Linked DNA regions of Sus scrofa: regions 1 and 3 are each linked to region 2. The links are chromatin contacts, called in public HiChIP or PLAC-seq and promoter capture Hi-C maps. All regions are on one chromosome and are shown on one strand. Each heading gives the region's core, a stretch centred on a gene start, on an enhancer-like site or on the middle of the called end of the contact. The rest is flanking DNA. Distances are from core to core; before and after follow the strand shown.

Region 1 (2,700 bases), core at 195-2,694, 160 kb after region 2:
ACCACAGCTCATGGCAACGCCGGATCCTTAACCCACTGAGCGAGGCCAGGGATCGAACCCACAACCTCATGGTTCCTAGTTGGATTCGTTAACCACTGTGCCACGACGGGAACTCCGAGCCAATCCACTTTTAAAAAAATGTTCAAGCTCTGGAGTTCCCTAGGTGGCTCAGGGGTTAATGAACCCAACTAGGATCCATGAGGATGTGGGTTCGATCCCTGGTCTCGCTCAGTGGGCTAAGGATCTGGCATTGCCATGACCTGTGGTGTAGGGTGCAGATGCGGCTCGGATCCTGTGTTTGCTATGCGTGGTGTAGGCCAGCAGCTGCAGCTCCGATTGGACCCCTAGCCTGGGAACCTCCATATGCCACGGGTGCCGCCCTAAAAAGACAAAAATAAATAAAACTTCAAGCACATCAGTAATGAAGAAAGTACAAAATTAAAGAATGGTATCCTTTTCGTCCACCAAACTGGTAAATAAAAAGAGGCGAAGCCCTAGGAGCCACAAGGTGGTGGGGCAGCAAAAGCACTCAGTCCCAGGCCCAGCGAGACAATGACAGTAAGTCCCAGACACGCTGATCTGAATGCTGACCCAGCAACCCCCGCCCCAGCCAGCCCCGGCCACTCACCCTTCAGCTCATCAGCAGCGAAGAAGGCAGCCAGGCAGTCTTCCAGGGTGACGACTGGCCCCCAAAACCAGCTGGGGGTACAGGATACCACAAACCTACAGAGACAGAGAGGGAGTGGCAGGGGTGCTGCCAGGCCTGGGCAAGAGTCAGACTCAGGGGCCTTTGGGCTGAGGCCCGTTTGGGCACAGAGGGGCAGCCTGGCCTGGTGGGTGGGATGGGCCAAGGTCGGAAGCCAAAAACCTGGGACCCCCAGCCAGCAGCTGTGTGTCCTTGGGAGAATGACCTCACCGCTCCCCGAGTCTCTTGTGCCCCATCTGCAAAGGGGCCCAAGCCGCACTGGCCTGTCTCCTGGGCAGAGCTCAGGTTCCTGATAGCAGGTGGGTGAAGCAGGCACCATGGTACACAGTGGGGACTCTGGAAAGGCACCCATGGCTCTTTCCGCCAGGCCAGGTCTGCGCTCTAGCTGCCACTTGGTCACACTATCACTACCTGCCTTCCAGCAATCCACAGGCCTCCTGAACGCCGCCATGCCAGTGCGGCCAGGGAACTCCCACCCCACTCAGCTACCTCCCGATGCCCTTCAGCCTCAGGCTCCCTGCCAAACTCTGCCTCCTCCCTGCAAATACTTGCACTTTGCTGTTAAAGGCCTGTCGCCTGGCAGGCTGCAAGGTCCAGGAAGGCCAGGCCAGGGCAGGTGGGCATACCGTCGGATATACTCCACGATAAAGGCAAGCCAGCCCTGGGCGGCGTAGCTGTCCCCACAGGCCCCTGGCTTGGCCGGCACATTCTGGTAGATGGCCGAGTGGAGCTTGGCCAGGTCCTCCTTGCCAGGGATGGGCAGGGACAGGTCCTGGAACGTCTCCACCGTGGTGGACACCTGTAGGGTTGAAGGTCACTCTGGGTCTCCAACTCCCAGGGCTCTGCCCTGCCCAGACCAAGCAGAGTTGCACCCCAAAAAGCAGAACCTGCCTCCCCAAGCCCTGGACACAGGAGCCCCACAACCGGTGGTGGCGGGCGGGGGGGGGAGGCACTGCGGAGAACCAGCGCCCCACCCCCAAGCTGAGTGAGAACCCCCGGGGGCCTCCTGCAGCCCCCTGCACCCACCCTGTCGCAGGTGAGGCACTGCACGAGGCTGAGGATGGAGCCATCGAAGATGTCTGAGATGACGCTGCGGTACTGCTGCTCCTTCCGCCGCCGGCTGCCTGTGCTCGGTACCTGGGCTGGGGGCACAGCATGGGACTAGCCCAGCCCCACCAGCCTGTCTGGGGCAAGGGGTGGGCGCTGGGGCTCATCGGCAGGGACTTGGGGTGGCATCTGTGTGTGCCGCCTCCTGGGGCCTCAGGCACTGTCTGTGAGATGGGCCCCCACTTGTGTCCCCGCGGAGTGAGGAGGGTTCAGAGGCTGCATCAAGAGGGTGCCGCACAGCCCTGGGGAACACGTGCCTGAAAAAGGCGGCCAGGACCCCGATTTCCACCCCCGGCCCCGAGAGCCCACCGGGGGAGGCTGGCCCGCCCTCCCGGGGCGCCAGCTCCTGCGAACCTTTCTTGAGCACGTACGACGGACCCATCCTCACGGGGCTCGCGCGGGGAGGGCTGCCGGCCAGCTTGGCGTGGCCCTCGTGGTGGTGGACGGGGCTGCAGGGGCGAGAGGCACTGCGCATGTGGGCCTCGTTGTCCGGCTCTGGGGGCAGAGGGGACCGTGCTGGGCCAGGGCATCACGCCAGTCCGGGCTGGTCAGGAAGACCTGCCACCCCTCCTGACGGGCCGAGGCCTGAACCACGTGTCTCCTCTGTCCCGCGCCCACCCCGGCCGCAGTCCCAGCCCCCAGGCAGAACGTGCTGTCCATGCACTTCATGTTCTAGGCGGGTTCTGAATCCCACTGCTCAGCCAAGTGAGTCTGCACACGGTCATGTTACAAGGCCGATCTAGCGGGAGAGCCCCCAGGGCAGGGGGGGGGGGCTGCACACACGGGGCTGCGGCGCTCGAGCGGCGGGCTGGTACCTGGCGTCCGGCAGGGGCTGGTGGACCGCGGCGACGGTGGCTGCGTGTCCGTGGGCTGCTGGTCGAGGGCGG
Region 2 (2,700 bases), core at 164-2,663:
GCTAAAGTTCTAGGCCCAGGGATCCAACGCGTGCCACAGCAGCCACTCCAGCCACAGCAATGACAATGACAGATCCTTAACCCACTGAGCCACCAGGGAACTCTGAGAATCATATTAATCAGGATAATTTGTATTTACAAACAACTGATACCCAAAGTATGGAACATGGGTCTGGCCAGGCTTTTTATTCCCGATTATGTATTCTTTAAACTGTACATTCACAAAATATAATGCTTTGTTAAAGAAATGAGTCTTAATAAGACAAACTTTCTACAATACCACACTTCTAAGAAAACTGTCTATTATGAAAATAATGTACAAGGCTTTGGATCATAATGATTTATTCTTCCATTCTCCAGATATCATAACCTGCTGAATCGCCTGGGGGCACGTTTTGAGTTAAAAAGCAAGATCCAAGGGATCATCCTAGGCCTGTCATAAATCTCTTCCCTAGACACAGGAGAGAGAGGGGTAAAAAGGCAGAGCCTCTAATTAGAAACATATTTTTAACGCTGGTTTTAAATTCCTGGTCTCGTCTTTCAAGCGAAATCTGAATTCCTCCCGGAGATTCCAGCTTTGAGCAGTCCAGAGAGAACACGAAGCCCAACTGGGAAACTGAGGCAAAGGTTCGGCGTACCTTCCAACGACCAGGCTCAAGGGGACGGACAAGTGGAGACCGCGGACAATCCAAGTCGGGGATGAAAGTTGGAAGTGACGAGGAAGGACTGGCTGCCTTCGAAAGGAAGCTAGGGAAGCCAGCAAGGATTACAAGCGCGGCCTCCTGAGTCCTTTAGGGTTACGCCGCAGTTCAGCCCCTTCCCCACACTCAGTTCGAATCTTCCTGCCACTTCCAGACAGACGGAGGACTCCCAACATTCCCACAGTTCCCAACAGACGCCTCTCCGAGGGAAGCCGCGCCGGGAGGGCGGGGGCCCAAGAGTCCACAGCCCCTCTCGCCTGGGCCCAAGTCGCCCCCAGTCCCGGAGCGGCCGCGGCCTCCGCCCCCCGTCCCGGTCCTGCCCGGCCGCGGTGGGCCTTACCTTGAGCGCCAGGTGGTGGACGCGGCCCAGGCCGGGCTCGGCCAGCAGCTGCAGCAGCCCCAGCAGCGGGAGCAGCCGAAGTCCGGCGGCCAGCAGAGGACTGCGTGAGCCCGAGAGGCCGACGGGCGCCGGGGCAGCCATGTTTGTTCCAGCATCACCAGTCGCTTCCTCTCCCGCCCACTTCCGGGGTTAAAGGTCGGCGGCCGCCGGAAGCCGGGAAGAGGAGTTCAGCTGCCGGAGACGGGGACCAAGACCTTCTTCGTGGAGTGTTTGGCCCAGGAAGTCGCTGATAGGCCTGAGCTGGCCATTTCGGGGGCCGTTCAGTTGGCCTCTCCTGTGCAGACTTTTGGTTTAGCCCGAAGACGTTGCACACCCGGTGGGGAGGGTGTGCCGGTTGCCATGGCAACGGTCGCTGGGCGGGACCAGCTCAGGCCTCCTCTCCGCCCAGGGGAGCTTTGAAAGCGGTGGTGGATCTGCGCTACTGGGCCCGCGGAGGGACCCGGCTCTCCAAGGGTGGGGATGCCTCCAAGTTGCCTAGCTATCGATGGGACTGACTCCTCGAACAGCATGACTTGTCATAGGTCTTTTGGGTTTTCTGAGGCACGTCACACTAAAATTTCAGACTAAGTGATTGTGATAGGAATTTATTGCGCCCTCATCAGGCACTTGTTAGGCCTGTCGTGTGCATTTAAACTTGGAACAGTCTGATGAGATGGGAGATAATGAGCATTATCCCCACTTTACCGATAAGCAAACTGAAACTCTTGAGAAATTAAGTCATTTGTTCAGGTTGAACAGGGAATTTCATGGGAGCTGCTAAATACTGTGTTATAGTGCTTCATGCTATTTCATCCTTTGTTTCTAATCTTTGGAATTTGGAGGACGATTTTTTTTTTTTTTGTCTTTTTGCTATTTCTTTGGGCCGCTCCCGCGGCCTATGGAGGTTCCCAGGCTAGGGGTCGAATCGGAGCTGTAGCCGCCGGCCTACGCCAGAGCCACAGCAACGTGGGATCCAAGCCACGTCTGCAACCTACACCACAGCTCACGGCAACGCCGGATCGTTAACCCACTGAACAAGGGCAGGGACCGAACCTGCAACCTCATGATCCTAGTCGGATTCGTTAACTGCTGCGCAACGATGGGAACTCCTGGAGGACGATTTTTAATAGGATTCAGTAGTTGGTTCCCTCCAACTCACTATATTTTTTACCAAGAAGTTATAGAACACTTTTATTAAAATTGCCAGTAGACTAGCTAGGTTTATTTATTTGTTTAGGTTCTTTTTTTAGCTTGCCACACACACCACTGCAAGTAATGCATGCTCTTTGTGTGAAGTCATTTAAGCAAAAGAGGATAAAATAAAAACCACCAGGAATAATGGAAAAACTGAAATCATTATTAAAAAAAGGAAAAAGAAACACCAGGAATCACGATACTGAATGATTATCGGTATACTAAAGTGTTTAATGACTGAATCAGATTTTAAAGTTTTTAACTGGAACTAGGACCTGGAATTACTATGATACATTTTAATGGAGATAAAGTGCTATATTCAGGTTAAAAAAAATCAGTTGGGCAAGTAAAGAATAGAGGAGGTGGCGTTCCTACTGTGCCTCAGTGGGTTAAGAACCCGGCAGAGTATCCATGAGGATGTGGGTTC
Region 3 (2,700 bases), core at 52-2,551, 190 kb after region 2:
TTTCATCCAAGCCAAAAGGAGTCCTGAGTCTACTATTTGTCTTGGTCCAAGGAAAAGAACAATAATCTCAGAGGAGACTGTTCCAGAAAAAAAGTCAGGCATTCCAGAAACCACTGCCCTGCTTCAGAATGGTCTTCCAGAAGAGGGAACCCCCAGTTTCATCAGCCCCTCCCCCCAGCCAGGGAGCTGGAATGACAGATGCTGCAGTAAACACTCACTGAACTCTCACTGTGCCAGGTACCCTGCACAAGGTGCAGCAGAGGTAGGCCTGTGACTGATTCCTCCACCACCTTCCCGCTGTGTAACCTGAGGCACATACTGCCTCTCTGAGCCTTGGTGTCCTTGTTTGCAAAATGAAAAACAACGGAATCTACTTCAGGGGCTTGCTGGACTGAGTTCATGAAATAATGCTAAGTCCACTGCCTGCCCTGTAATAAGGACTCAATACAGTTCTTGCAAAGGAAAAGACAGACAGTAAATTGAAAAAAACGAAAACTAAGGGCTTTCTACAAGTCCCATCAGCCATTATGTATGCATTTAGTTACTTCCTAAGTGTTCGCTGATGTCTGTTTTTCAAATAAACTTAATCCTCACGGCATCCTCGGGTAGAAGGGGCGGAGGCCAGAGCGACAGTGCTCGTGACAAAGAACGAAAACAAGGCCCCCAAGGGTCCCGGGAAGCGGCCAGCAAGCACCCTCTCCCTCAAACCCTTCCGAGTAGGTTCCAAACACCAAGACGCAACTCTCCTTGGAGAGAAGTGGCTGGAAGCCATCATTAGTGGGGCAATCTGGGCTGGGACTTTCATTCCTCATCGCTAAGAAGTGGTCATCTTTTGTCCCTAAAGAAAAAAAAGTGCACGTCAGGGCCCAGACTCCGGGAAAATAAAAGCGCTCCGAGACGCCACACGCGTGCTTTCAAGGCTGGGTCGGGCCCAGGCAAAATAAAGAGATGGCGGCCCCTGTTTCGGAGAAGCAACGAGCCCCTGGAGGCTCGAAGTGGGGCGGTGAGGCCCGAGAGGATCCCCCCGGGCGCTGGCCGGGGGAGAGGACAGGGCGGTGGCAGCCAGGGGAGGGTCCCAGGCTCTGCTCACCTGGCCGCGGCGTTCTGCGGACCAGGTAGGGCCAGGACCCCGCCGGCCCGGAGCGGGGCTGGGGTCGCCCCTGATTGGAGAGACCCGGCCCCCTGAAGCAGCCGGCGGCGGCCCGGAACTCACCTGCCGTCGCAACCGCGCCACCGCCGCCTGTCAGTCAAGCGCGCCCTCCGCGGCACGGCGCAGGGTCGTGAGGCCCTGCCGGCCGCGCCCCGCCTCCTCCCCTTGGGATGCCCAATCAGGAGAGGCCGACGCCGCGGTTGGGGGCGTGGTCCGATGGGCGGTGTGGGCCGGGGGCGGGGCCGGACGCTTGGGGCGGGGCCGGGCAGGGCCGGCGCTCTGACTTCACTGCTGAGCGCCGGAAGTACTCAGATCCAGGCGCAGCGACGCAGAGGCTAGTACGTGGGTCCGGCCAGACTATGCCGGTCACCGGGAAGACTTTCCGGCGGCGCCGGGCTGACTCGGAGTCCGAAGAAGATGAGCAGGACTCAGAGGAGGTTCGGTGCGTTTGGGGCAAGGCTTTCACGGGGCAAGAAGAGAGAGACAGGTTAGGGGGACTCACCACCGGCCAGACGCCTTGTTGACACCATTGCTCTGAGCCGAATTGCTATCCCTTTGTGCAGATGCTGAAATTGAAGCTCTAAGGGATAAGGCCGACGCCTCAAAGTCTCATAGGGTTGAGGAGGTGCCCCTGGGTGCGCAGCGGATCGGACTCCAGTTGGGTCTAGGCGCAGTCACCCTCTGGACCCCTGTGCAGGAGGCTTGACAGAGGTGTAGGGGATGTCCACTGAAGCTATCTTTTGACTCTTAAGTTCCGCGGAGGGTTCCTCAGCCTGAATATTGCTTTTCTTTCAGATTAAAACTGGAGGAGACTCGAGAGGTACAGAACTTGAGAAAGAGGCCCAACGGGGTGAGGTGGGTACCGCGTAGGGGAGGGGACCTGGAGGAAGAGGAGGCTGAGATGACAGAGACGCCACGGTCCCTCACCCTCTCCCGAGACGCCGTCACAAATGTCTTTTCAGACATAGCTCCTTCTCTGGACACACTTTACATCTTGCACTGCCTGGAGAGGGAAACGTTTTATCAAATTTAAACGTTTTATCAAATGTTTAGCCAGGACAGGCCGTGAGCCTTGTGGTCTTGAAGTTTGCTCAAGAGGTACAGAAACGGGTTCATTGATTCGTGTTTTTACTGCACCTGATTAATTGTGAAATACATGCTGATTGTTAAGAGTTTGGAAAAATTTAGAAAAGTATAATCAAGAAAATAACAGAGTTCCTGGTGTGGCTCAGTGGATTAAGAACCCAGCTAGTATCAATGAGGATGTGGGTTCCACCCCTGGCCTAGCTCAGTGGGTTAAGGATCTGGGGTTGCTGCAAGCTGCAGGTCGCAGATGTGGCTTGGATCCCATGTTGCTGTGGCTGTGGCTAGGCTGGCAGCTGCTGCTCTGATTGGACCCCTAGTATGGGAACTTCCATATGCTTCGCGTGCAGCTCCAAAAAAAACCAAAAAAAGAAAAAAAAGAAAAAAAAAGAAAAGAAGCAGTACCTATAATCCTCTCTTACGGAGGTAACTAGTGTTAACATTTAACGTTCTTTCCAGTCTGTTTA

Evidence for each region. Promoter capture Hi-C pulls out the DNA fragments that hold promoters and counts their contacts. HiChIP or PLAC-seq counts read pairs in DNA pulled down with a chosen protein or histone mark.
Region 1: a contact with region 2 is called in a promoter capture Hi-C map of liver, with 3 times the contacts expected there. The contact joins the enhancer-like site here to the promoter of GPR107 in region 2. A contact is called at or near these places in 1 of 5 promoter capture datasets (liver), 5 of 47 Hi-C or Micro-C datasets (blood, embryonic fibroblasts, liver and 2 more) and 1 of 2 datasets of contacts at active chromatin or transcription factors (alveolar macrophages).
Region 3: a contact with region 2 is called in an H3K27ac HiChIP or PLAC-seq map of alveolar macrophages. The contact joins the promoter of USP20 here to the promoter of GPR107 in region 2. A contact is called at or near these places in 1 of 5 promoter capture datasets (fetal liver), 4 of 47 Hi-C or Micro-C datasets (blood, embryonic fibroblasts, liver and 1 more) and 1 of 2 datasets of contacts at active chromatin or transcription factors (alveolar macrophages).

Annotation. Positions count from the first base shown.
Region 1 is chr1:270,024,790-270,027,489 of Sscrofa11.1, reverse strand. USP20 (ubiquitin carboxyl-terminal hydrolase 20) reads right to left here. Exons shown (of 27, transcript XM_021070139.1): 12 at 2,629-2,700; 13 at 2,168-2,308; 14 at 1,733-1,848; 15 at 1,333-1,505; 16 at 629-723. Among named protein-coding and RNA genes, the nearest start is that of USP20, 31 kb to the right of the region's middle. Within about 2 kb of position 1,444, at least 2 of the 83 cell types and tissues checked have an H3K27ac peak or open chromatin away from gene starts, as enhancers often do. A contact at or near this core is called in liver, where this site is marked.
Region 2 is chr1:270,189,018-270,191,717 of Sscrofa11.1, reverse strand. It overlaps GPR107 (protein GPR107), which reads right to left and starts at 1,413. Exons shown (of 18, transcript XM_021070180.1): 1 at 1,041-1,413. The coding sequence starts at 1,181. LOC102158087 (a long non-coding RNA gene) reads left to right here. Exons shown (of 4, transcript XR_002337861.1): 4 at 360-733.
Region 3 is chr1:269,994,133-269,996,832 of Sscrofa11.1, reverse strand. It overlaps USP20 (ubiquitin carboxyl-terminal hydrolase 20), which reads right to left and starts at 1,301. Exons shown (of 27, transcript XM_021070139.1): 1 at 1,214-1,301. It overlaps C1H9orf78, which reads left to right and starts at 1,439. Exons shown (of 9, transcript XM_003122220.4): 1 at 1,439-1,592; 2 at 1,946-2,005. The coding sequence starts at 1,510.